Linked DNA regions of Sus scrofa: region 1 is linked to region 2. The links are chromatin contacts, called in public Hi-C maps. All regions are on one chromosome and are shown on one strand. Each heading gives the region's core, a stretch centred on a gene start, on an enhancer-like site or on the middle of the called end of the contact. The rest is flanking DNA. Distances are from core to core; before and after follow the strand shown. Region 1 overlaps MCU (calcium uniporter protein, mitochondrial). Region 2 overlaps MCU (calcium uniporter protein, mitochondrial).

Region 1 (5,866 bases), core at 1,827-4,326, 140 kb after region 2:
ATGGAACCACAAAAGACCCAGAATCGCCAAAGCAATCCTGAGAAACAAAAACCAAACAGGAGGCATAACTCTCCCAGACTTCAAGGAATACTACAAAGCCACAGTCATCAAAACGGTGTGGTACTGGTATCAAAACAGACAGACAGACCAATGGAACAGAATAGAGAATCCGGAAATAAACCCTGACACCTATGGTCAATTAATCTTTGACAAGGGAGGCAAGAACATCAAATGGGAAAAAGAAAGTCTATTCAGCAAGCATTGCTGGGAAACCTGGACAGCTGCATGCAAAGCAATGAAACTAGAACACACCCTCACACCATGCACAAAAATAAACTCCAAATGGCTGAAAGACTTAAATATACGACAGGACACCATCAAACTCCTAGAAGAAAACATAGGCAAAACACTCTCTGACATCAACATCATGAATATTTTCTCAGGTCAGTCTCCCAAAGCAATAGAAATAAGAGCAAAAATAAACCCATGGGACCTCATCAAACTGAAAAGCTTTTGCACAGCAAAGGAAACCAAAAAGAAAACAAAAAGACAACTTACAGAATGGGAGAAAACAGTTTCAAATGATGCCACTGACAAGGGCTTCATCTCTAGAATATATAAACAACTTATACAACCCAACAGCAAAAAAGCCAATCAATCAATGGAAAAATGGGCAAAAGACCTGAATAGACATTTCTCCAAAGAAGATATACAGATGGCCAACAAACACATGAAAAAATGCTCAACATCGCTGATTATAAGAGAAATGCAAATCAAAACTACCATGAGATACCACCTCACACCAGTCAGAATGGCCATCATTAATAAATCCACAAACAACAAGTGCTGGAGGGGCTGTGGAGAAAAGGGAACCCTCCTGCACTGTTGGTGGGAATGTCAACTGGTACAGCCTCTATGGAGAACAGTTTGGAGATACCTTAGAAGTCTGTACATAGAACTTCCATATGACCCCGCAATCCCACTCTTGGGCATCTATCTGGACAAAACTCTACTTAAAAGAGGCACGTGCACCCGCATGTTCATTGCAGCACTATTCACGATAGCCAGGACATGGAAACAACCCACATGTCCATCGACAGATGATTGGATTCAGAAGAGGTGGTATATATACACAATGGAATACTACTCAGCCATAAAAAGGAATGACATAATGCCATTTGCAGCAACATGGATGGAACTAGAGAATCTCATTCTGAGTGAAATGAGCCAGAAAGACAAAGACAAATACCATATGATATCACTTATAACTGGAATCTAATATCCAGCACAAATGAACATCTCCTCAGAAAAGAAAATCATGGACTTGGAGAAGAGACTTGTGGCTGCCTGATGGGAGGGGGAGGGAGTGGGAGGGATCAGGAGCTTGGGCTTATCAGACACAACTTAGAATAGATTTATAAGGAGATCCTGCTGAATAGCATTGAGAACTATGTCTAGATACTCATGTTGCAACAGAAGAAAGGGTGGGGGAAAAAATGTAATTGCAATGTATACATGTAAGGATAACCTGACCCCCTTACTGTACAGCGGGAAAATAAAAAAATTATTTAAAAAAAAGAAAATGATTTATACCAATACGGCATTTTAATGAAAATTAAGATCTAAAATATTCATTTACTCAGTTTTTAATATTCATTTCATCTATAGCTTGAACTTGGATAATATACACCTTTATAATGCTAAAAAAAAAAAAAAAGCCTCTGGCAACACCACATACAAGTGTAGATACTTGGCTATTTTCTAATGTACATGGAACGTTTTCTAAAATTGACCATAAAATAGGCCATAAAACAAGTCTTGGAAGACTCAACGTTGTTTGTTGCTTCTCCCCAAATGGATTTATGTATCCAATATAATACCAGTCAAAGCCCTATGAAAAATTTTTGTAGGAATTAACAAACTTATTTAAAAATATGTAATAAAATGCAGAGGGCTAAGAATAGTCAGGGCAGTCATAAATAGAAAATTGAAGGGTTTGCAATGCCAGATATTAAGACTTCATGCTGTAAGAATTAAGACAGTGTAGAACTGTGCAAGGGGAGATGAATAGACAAATGGAATAAAGTAGATAGTACAGAGACATACCACATACTTGATTTATGACAAATCCTCCATTTCAATTAAATGGAGGAAAAAAAATGGTCTTTTCAATACTTGGGGCTAGGTCAGTGTGATGCCATATAGAAAAATAAATTTAATCTTGACCTCACCTTGCAAAAGATTTTTTTAAAACTTCTAGGTGGATTTGCTGCTGTGGCGCAGTGGGTTAATGATCCAGCTTGTCTCTGTGGAGGTGCCAGTTCAATCCCCGGCCCCTTGCAGTGTGTTAAGGATCCAGTGTTGCTGCAGCTGTTGCATAGGTTGCAGCTCTGCCTCAGATTCTGTTCCTGGCCTGGGAACTTAAACAAACAAACAAACACTTCTAGATAAAATATAGATATAAAAGTGAAAAGTAAAATTATAAAGCTTGTTAAATAAACCATAGAGAATATCTTCATGCCCTCAGAGTAGGAAAAGATTTCTTAAACAGGATACAAAAAGTGCTAATCATAACGGAAAAGATTGCTAATTGGATTACATTAAATTTTTTTTTTTTTTTTTTTGCTCACCAAGATACCATAAAGAGAGAAGTAGCAAGTTGCAGAGTGAGGAAAGATGCTAGCAGTACATATATCTGACAAAGGGCTTATCATATCCTAACTATATTAAGAAATTTAATAATCATTAAAAAAACTGAGAGACTTGAATGGCTGCTCACAAGAGGATATCTAAATGGTCAATAAACATAGAAAAAGAATCTCAACCTCGTTAATAATCAAGTAATAAAACTACTGGGAGATAACACACACACCTGCCAGAATGACCAAAATTTAACAGAACTGACAATACCAGGTATTCATAAGAATGAGAAGCATCTAGAACTCTTGTTTTTTAGGGCTGCACCTGTGGCACAGGGAAATGGAAGTTCCAAGTCTAGTGGTCTAATCAGAGCTGCAGTTGCCGGCCTATACCACAGTCACAGCAACACGGGGTCTGAGCTGTGTCTGCACGGTCTGAGCTGTGTCTGTGACCTACACCACACACAGCTCATGGCAAACCAGATCCCTAACCCACTGGGTGAGGCCAGGAATTGAACCCGTGTTCTCATGGGTACTAGTTGGGTTTGTTAACCTCTGAGCCACGACAGGAACTCCACATCTGGAACTCTTAAATGCTAGTAGATACGTAAGTTGTTACCTGCTACTTTGCAAAACTGGCAGAATCTCTTAAATGTGAACTTATGTATATCCTTATGACCCAGCAATTCTGCTCCTAGCCATATACCCAGAGGATGTGCATACATCAGTGCACCAAAAGACATAAAGAATATTCACTACAGAATCATTAGCCAAATCTGGAAATAGCCCAAATGGCCTTTTTGGAATACTCATACAGGAGATTCAAGTAATGGATACATAGATATGCAGTGATGAAAAATAACTACTGCTATCCTCAACAACATAGACAAATTTTATACATGTAATGTTAAGCAGCAAAAGCCAAATTCAAATTAATAAATGCTGTATGGTTCCATTAATGTAAAATCCGGGCCTTTATCAGAAAATAAAATCTAACCTTCTTGCCAGCCCCCAGGAAAAGCTTTTTGAGAGAAATGATGTTTGTTGAAGACTGTTTAAAGGATAAACAGTTCGCTTTTTCTTTCTTTTCAGTAATTTGGAAATTTTGTAAACAGAAAATTATAGAGAATTAAACAGAAATACCACCCATAGTTTAAATATTTGAATTTTGCCATATTTGTACCAGCTCTTTTTTACTAAGAAGATAAATAATAAATATATAGTGCAATACAATAAAGTTAATGCTGCCTTTGTTCCCATCCCCAATTCCAAAACTCATTCTCCCCAGAGATTATTACCATAAAAATGATATCTTTACCATATATTTAGTGTTTAAATATATTATGTATACTATATTAATGTGAAAAGGAAAACAATAGCATGCGTGTATATTTCTTTTAAACTTACATACAGACTACTGTAATTTGCTTATTCTTCTATAATTTACTTTTTAAATTGGATTTATTAACTTGTAGATCTATTAATAGCTTTTAATTCTAAATGAACTTTATTGTATGAATGTCCATCATATTTATGCTATTTTAATTTACAGTCTTAAATCAAGCTGACTCTGCCAAAAAAGATTGACTTTACTCAATTATATTTTAAGATGATAAAGACAGATTCATGTTTTATCAAAGAATGATGTAAGAAACAATCTTATGAAATTTCTTATTTAATCTAATACCCAGAATTTGGGGAGGAACCTCATATCCACTATTATTACTCAGAGCTTCCTATGTAAAATGCTGCATCAGGAATTTCTTTTAGAACTTTGTGTTAGAAAATATGTTCCCTTTCCTGACAAATTGTTGTGCTTTCTCCCTTATATTAATGAGAATTATCACTGATTGTATTGTCTTCTTGTCTTGGGGCCTAGGAGGCCAGAATAGTTTTTTATTGTTGCTCTAACAAATTACAACAAACTTTGTGGCTTAACGTAAATTTATTATGTTAAAAGTCCAATACAGGTCTCACTGGGCTAAAAAGAATGTGTCAGCAAGTCTCTGTTCCTCTCTGGAGGCTCCAAAGGAGAATCTGTTTCCTTGCCTTTTCCAGCTTCCAGAGGCTACACCCTTGCCTTGGCCACCTTCTCCTTCAGTGACGTTAAGGAGAGTTTCTCGGTCATTGTCATACTGGCATCTATCTCGTTCTCTGTAGCCACATCTTCCTCTATTCAAAGGCCCCTGTGATAACATTGGTCCTATCTAGATAACCCAGGATAATCTCCCTATTTTAAACTCAGTTTATTGACACTCTTAATTCCATCTTCCAGCTTAATTTCCATTTGCCAAGTAACATACCCACAAATTCCAGAGATTAGGACATGGAGATCTTTTGTGGGGGGTGGAGAGGGCATTATTCTGGCTACCACAGAGACTTGGAGCCAAATATTGAACTTAATTTAGCCTCTATTTAGCTTTTGATGGCTTGTATCAAAACCTCTTTTATCCCAATCTTTATTTTCTAATATTTGTATTTTTCTTTCTCCTGGTTTTTAAACTTCAATTTCAGATTAAAAAAAAAATGTACCACCATTTGTGGTGTGCTTGTGTTGTAGTCACCTCAAATTCTTTGTAGAACAGACCAAGGATAAATAAAATAATTCGAAAAGTTAGATCTTGTGAATGTTGAGAAAATGAAGAGAATGATAGTGATAGTGGTAATAGGGACCTCTCTCTATGTACAGATAAAGATCTGCCATCTCTCAGTTTCAGTCTCAACTGTGTAAAATTGTGGCTAGAATTGTTAGCTAAGAGATTGGCCCCCCATGTGATCCCTCAACAGGGGGAGAGATCAGCTAGAGTCAGAGAGACTGAGCTGAGGACCATTCTGGGTTGAGTATTTTCAGCTTTGAATTATATATGAAAACCATCTTAACTGTCATATTTGGTCTTACCCATACTCCACTAAAACCTTTCATGACTATTATTCTTTTATATTAATTTTAAATAGTGTGTTCATTATCTGAAGTTACACTCTGAAAAGTTAGGAATATTTTCAAAAATCAAGCAAATTAAAATAATTCCCCTTCACTAAATAGAGTAAAAGGAGGGAAGTTTATCAAACTCATATCTATATGAGGCTGGAGTGTTAAAGATAAATAGTGTTTGTCTTATGGATGTTTTTAAATCTCCAGTTAATTAAAGGTGGATTTGTTTGTTTTATGGTATGGAAAAGCTGAAGGAAAACATTATCAGTCAGCTAGTGCATGATTCTGTTGCTTG
Region 2 (5,989 bases), core at 496-2,995:
TTTCCTTCATAGCCCAGCAAGTTACTACAGACCTGAAAATGGTTTACATATCTGCTGGTTTTCCCATTCAGTCTTTTCCTACAAAATTACATAATTTTATATTTCCTTCTAAAAATGTTTAAGCTGAGATTGGTTTTTAAAAGTGAATTGGGGTCAGATTCCTCCAATAAGTACCTAAACTCAAACTCAGCCTTAAATAGTTATTCTCTGATGTAGATCAGTCTTGATAAAAAAAAACTTGATAAAAAAAACCTGTTCTCGTAGGTTGAACAGAAAAGGGAAACAATCTATTTCACTGCACTTTATTAATGCTTGTAGTGTAAAAATGAAAGTTAACTTCAAGCAAAGTAATTTTAATAAGTTCAGTTAATGTTTGACCCATAAACCATGTACAGGCTTGAATCTTTTATACTGGTAAAAGCATAACTTGGTAAATTACATCACCACCTGAGTCTAATAGCATGCTAAAATTGAACTTTTTCTAATGCAGTTCTGGATAATGACATTGCATTCCCACGTTTCTCTTAAAAGTAAGAGCCTTATTCAAAAGTTCTTTAATGACATTAATGTTTATTGGGAGTTCCCATTGTGGCTCAACAAGTTAAGAACCTGACTAGTATCCGTCACGCCTTGGGTTAGGGATCTGGTGTTGGTGGCAGCTGCAGGGCAGGCCGGCAGCTGCAGCTCCAGTTCAACCCCTAGCCTGGGAATTTCCATATGTTGCAAATATGGCCCTAAAAAAAGAAAAAAATCATTAATCTAGAAGAGTGAGATGTTTACCTTTTATGCTTCATTATATTTTTTTCTTACTATTTATTATCTACTTTATTATTTGGGAAGCACTTGTAATAATCACCAGAAAATTGCTGAGGTGGACCCGTTAGGTATAGGACACTATCCAGAGGACAGTGTCAAATGTACAGGCCTGAGCTGTACTGCCTTACAGGTTGCAAGATTTTTTAAACTCCTTTTTTGCCTTCTAAGAAGGCCCACTTTGAACTTCTTATCTGTAGTTAATCGTGTTACAGGATGTTTAAGCGTATGTCTGCCTTAAACTTTGGAGAAAATTAATGCAACTGATAGTTTATAAAATAACAGGAAAGCAAATAGGTTAGCTGAACTACGTGACCCTTAAAAATAGAGCAGGAGATAGAGAAGAAAGCATCTAAGAGCTGAGGGCATTGTGTTTCCCCATTTAATTCTCATCATAACCCTATGAGAGGTATTATTGTCCTAGTTTTATAGATGAGGAAATTGAGGACTAGATGGGTTCATTTCTTATTATGTGTCATAAATTGTTTTAATGATAGGGATGTGAAGATGGACACATGTTTTGGAGCTGGGATTTAAGCCTAGGTCTTGCTAGAGTTAAAGCTGTACCAAGCTGGTTGTCAGTGTGGGTCTTCCTTTTCAGTCGGCTTCTTTAGCTCTGTTCTTTTCTCACGCATCTACTGCAAGTTTCTTCCAAGAGATCTCACCGTTCCTCCCACTGACTACATTTTTTGTTGTGGTTGTCTTTTTAGGGCTGCACCTGCAGCATACGGAGGTTCCCAGGCTAGGGGTTGAATTGGAGCTGTAGCTGCTGGCCTATGCCACAGCCACAGCAATGCCAGATCTGAGCCGAGTTGGTGACCTACACCACAGCTCATGGCAATGCCAGATCCCCGACCCAATGAGCAAGGCCAGGAATTGAACCTGTGTCCTCATGGATACTAGTCAGGTTCATTTCCACTGAGCCATGACTGCATTATTTATTTATTTAAAAAGGGCCACACCTGTGGCATATGGAGGTTCCCAGGCTAGGGGTCGAATTGGAGCTACAGCTGCCAGCCTGTGTCACAGCCACAGCAACGCCAGATTTGAGCTGTGTCTGTGGCCTACACCACAGCTCCTGGCAACACCGGATCCTTAACCCTCTGAGCAAGGCCAGGAATGGAACCCAAAACCTCATGGTTCCTAGTCGAATTTGTTTCTGCTGCACCACAACAGGAACTCCACTGACTGCATTTTTAAAATTTTTCTCCACCCAGCCCCCAAGGAATTAGCTGCTAAGGGATCTAAGGTATTACCTCCCCAGAGATCTTTGAAATTTAGTTTAAGATTCTGAAAAGTCACATCCACTAAATCTGGTACTTACTGAGTATTACTTCTATATCAAGCACTTTTATAACATTGTATAGTATATTCCACAACAACCCTTCAGGCAAAATACTCTCCCCATTGTACAGATGGGAAAATGAAGACCTGGAAAGTTAACCAACTGGGAGTCATTCAGAAAATATCTATGGAATTCCTGTTCTTAGTGAGACACTGTGCTGGAAAAGAGCTGTTTCTGTTGTGGTCCTAAAAGTTCTCAGTCTAGCCAGGAGATACTCATACATAAGACTGTAACTGGCTGTGCTTTTTTTTTTTTTTTTTTTCCTTTGAGGGTTCATTGGGAGCACTTAGGACTACCTGAGAATGTTGATGAAGGCTTCACATGGGAGGCCTTGTTTGAGCTGAAATATGGGGAAATTTTGAGGTGTGGGGTATTGGAATGCTTGGTTCAAATTCCAGGCAGCATTACTATCTAACATGACAGTATGAGGGAGTAAGTTTTTTTTGAGAAGCAACCAGTAATTTGTTACAACCGGAGTATGGGCAAGAATAGCTGGAGATTAGGCTGGATAATAGTAGTGATACCAATAGTAATTAATATTTATCAATTGTACCATGTGCAAAGCATTGTACATGGTCTCATTTAATTCTGATGAATAGATGCTGTTCTTATCCTAGCTCTACAGATAGTGAAACTGAGTTACCCCAGATTGGTTAAATGATTTGCCTAGGATCACAGCCGGTTAGTGACACACAGTTAGGAAATGATTTGCCCAGGGTAATATAGATAGCTACAGACATACCCAGCATATGAACCAAGCAGTCTGGCTCCAGAGACTGTCTTCTCTTTTTTTTTTTTTTTTTTGTCTTTTTGCTATTTCTTGGGCCACTCTCGTGGCATATGGAGGTTCCCAGGCTAGGGGTCCAATCAGAGCTGTAGCCGCCAGTCTACGTCAGAGCCACAGCAACTCGGGACCCCAGCCGAGTCTGCAGCCTACACCACAGCTCAGGCAACTCCAGATCGTCAACCCCCTGAGCAAGGCCAGGGTTCGAACCCGCAACCTCGTGGTTCCTAGTTGGATTCATTAACCACTGTGCCACGACGGGAGCTCCCAGAGACTGTCTCTTAATCACTTGCTATGATGCAGGATCAGACCATGAAAGGACTTCTGAAGGAGCTGAAATTTTATTATGCGGATCAGTGGTTTTTTTTTTTTTTTTTTTAAAAAACCCAATCCACAGAAATACATTTTTTATTATGACTGAGCATGTGCATGTGTGTATAAAACTATGAAAAGTCTCATAAACAATATTTTTACTTTGTATGAGGCATGCATAGTTTCTCTTCTGTTTTCTTAAGGAAATACTGGTTGGGACCCACTTAAATTGATTCTACAATTTAAGCCACAGTTTGGAAAAATACTGCTTGTCAGTGTGTGAGTGTTGGAAGAATTTCAAGTAGGGGAATTGCATGGTTAGGTTTGTGCTTTTAGATAGGTCACACTGGCAGCAGTATGAAGGCTTCATTGGAGAGAATGGTACCAGGAAGACAGACACCAGTGTAGAACATCTTAATGGACCAGGCAAAAGATGCCTGAACTGGGACAGTACATTGAGGATAGAGAAAAGGGACTAGAGAGAAGGAAGATTAGGAAGTAGAGTTGATAGAACTGGGCAATTGAATGTGGACTATCACTCAGCTAGTACCAGGTAGAAAGGCAGTTTAAGTCAAAACTATATTATTCAGGCACTGAAATTTTACTTCTTGACCTTTTTTATGTGTTTTTTTTTTGTAGTCATGTTAAATATACTTTGTTGTTTTATCTACACCTCTACTTTTGTATTTAAAAAAAAAAAAAAAAACTGGTTTAGGAGTTCTCATTGCGGGTTCAGCGGGTTAAGGACCTGACATATTGTTGGTGAGGATGTGGGTTTGATCCCTGGCTTTGTGCAGTGGGTTAAAGATCTGGCATTGCTGCAAGCTATGGTATAGGTGGCTTGGATCCGGTGTTGCCATGGCTGTGGCATAGGCCAGTGGCTGTAGCTCTGATTTGACCCCTGGTCTGGAAACTTCCATATGTTGTGGTGTGGCCCTAAAAAAAAAAGAAGAAACCTTGTTTTATTATTATTATTATTATTTGCTTTTTAGGGCCACATCTGTGGCATGTGGAGTTTCCCAGGCTAGAGGCTGAATTAGAGCTGCAGCTGTCAGCCAACACCATAGCCACAGAAGGCAGGATCTGAGCCACATCTGTGACCTATATCACAGCTCATGGCAACTCTGGATCCTTAACCCACTGAGTGAGGCCAGGGATTGAACTCACCTCCTCATGGGTACTAGTCGGGTTCGATACTGCTGAGCCATGATGGAAACTCCTAATTATTTTTAAACAATTAAAACATCTACATATCAAATCAGATACCCACCTTACCCTCTTATTTCTGACTTCCCACCCCTATTCCATCTACTATTATCTGGAAGATTTGCATAGCAGTATGAAAAATTCACACTTCTGTTGTGGCTCAGTGGCTAATGAACCCAGTTAGGATCCATGAGAACGCAGGTTCGATCCTTGGCCTTACTCAGTGGATTAGGGTTCTGGCGTTGCCACTGAGCTATGGTTTAGGTTGCAGACTTGGCTTGGATCCTGAGTTGCTGTGGCTGTGGTGTAGGCCAGTGGCTATAGCTCCGATTCGGCCCCTAGCTTGGAAACTTCCATATGCCATGGGTATGGCGCTAAAAAGGCAAAAAAAAAAAAAAAAAAAAAAAAAAAAAAAAAATTCAAATAGCATGATGAGCACTCAGCAAATCTCTTTTGAAATACTATATTCCCTGTATTATACTGTCCCAAAGCAGAAACTCTTAATGTTATAGTCATTTATTAGAAGAATACTTTTGAATAATTTTCTTGGACTTTGTTCTCTTTAACTTTCCATTTTTGTAATATTTGATTCCCATTAGGGAATATTAAGCATTGTGTGTATGATACTCTTACCTTAAAAAAAAAAACAAAAACAAAAAAACTGCCATTCCTAAGCATGAAACCTTTTCTTAGTAAAATTTTAGTAGTCGTCCTTTCCACATTATAAATGTAGATATACAAGATTCCTACTGCTGCCACCCCAGTTACTGAAGAGAGGTATAATATATATATTATATTTATATATAAATAATTGAGAACCAGTTATTTGGAGTGATTTTCTAGCATTTTATTTGACTAGAATCTTACTGGATTGCTTTATCTAGAGAGCACATGTTCTTTGGTCTTCTAGGTATTATAACACAAAGGTAAGTATTTGATAACTGTGATACTTTTTTTAGAGACATTATAGTGTCTGCTCTACCAGAAGAGATTGTTTTTGCAATGTAGTTGATGAACCTTTTGAAATCTTATGGGAGCAAAGAATAGCTGAATCACAGAATTTTTTATTAGTTTTCTGAGATAGTTAAATACATGAAAAGATGAAAGTCCTAAGAGTGTGTATATGTGTGTTTCTCAGACACACATAAAAAGTAAGTAATTGAAGGGAATTAGGTGCTGTGTGGTTTAATAGAGTCAGGAGTCTGGGTTCTCCTTCCTCTTACATTAACTTTCTATTTGACCGTGGGCAAGTGAGGAAACCTCTTGGATCCTAATATTTTTGTCAATTAAAGGTGCTTGATTAGGTGAGCCTAAAGGGCATCTTTAATTCCATGATATGTATCATTTTTATATAATATTTGACAAGTAATTTTTACATTATTTCATTGGTTAGCTTGTATAAAATCATAAACTGATGTACATTTGCTTATTCTCACAAGGGCCAAGGGCTTGGGGCGAAGAAAAATAGCCTTTCGATTCCTTTTCAGGACCTGACATCTTGATAAAGATGTATTTGTTTTAAATAGTTC

The links. A called contact is a pair of places that touch in the nucleus more often than the background predicts.
Region 1: a contact with region 2 is called in a Hi-C map of omental adipose tissue, with 1.7 times the contacts expected there. The contact joins two enhancer-like sites. A contact is called at or near these places in 1 of 5 promoter capture datasets (liver), 19 of 47 Hi-C or Micro-C datasets (alveolar macrophages, brain, embryonic fibroblasts and 12 more) and 1 of 2 datasets of contacts at active chromatin or transcription factors (skeletal muscle).

The regions. Positions count from the first base shown.
Region 1 is chr14:75,662,690-75,668,555 of Sscrofa11.1, forward strand. The region is part of intron 1 of MCU (calcium uniporter protein, mitochondrial); the gene reads left to right. Among named protein-coding and RNA genes, the nearest start is that of OIT3, 61 kb to the right of the region's middle. Within about 2 kb of position 3,077, at least 1 of the 83 cell types and tissues checked has an H3K27ac peak or open chromatin away from gene starts, as enhancers often do. A contact at or near this core is called in omental adipose tissue, where this site is marked.
Region 2 is chr14:75,523,881-75,529,869 of Sscrofa11.1, forward strand. All of the region lies in intron 1 of MCU (calcium uniporter protein, mitochondrial), which reads left to right. Among named protein-coding and RNA genes, the nearest start is that of MCU, 8.3 kb to the left of the region's middle. Within about 2 kb of position 1,746, at least 9 of the 83 cell types and tissues checked have an H3K27ac peak or open chromatin away from gene starts, as enhancers often do. A contact at or near this core is called in omental adipose tissue, where this site is marked.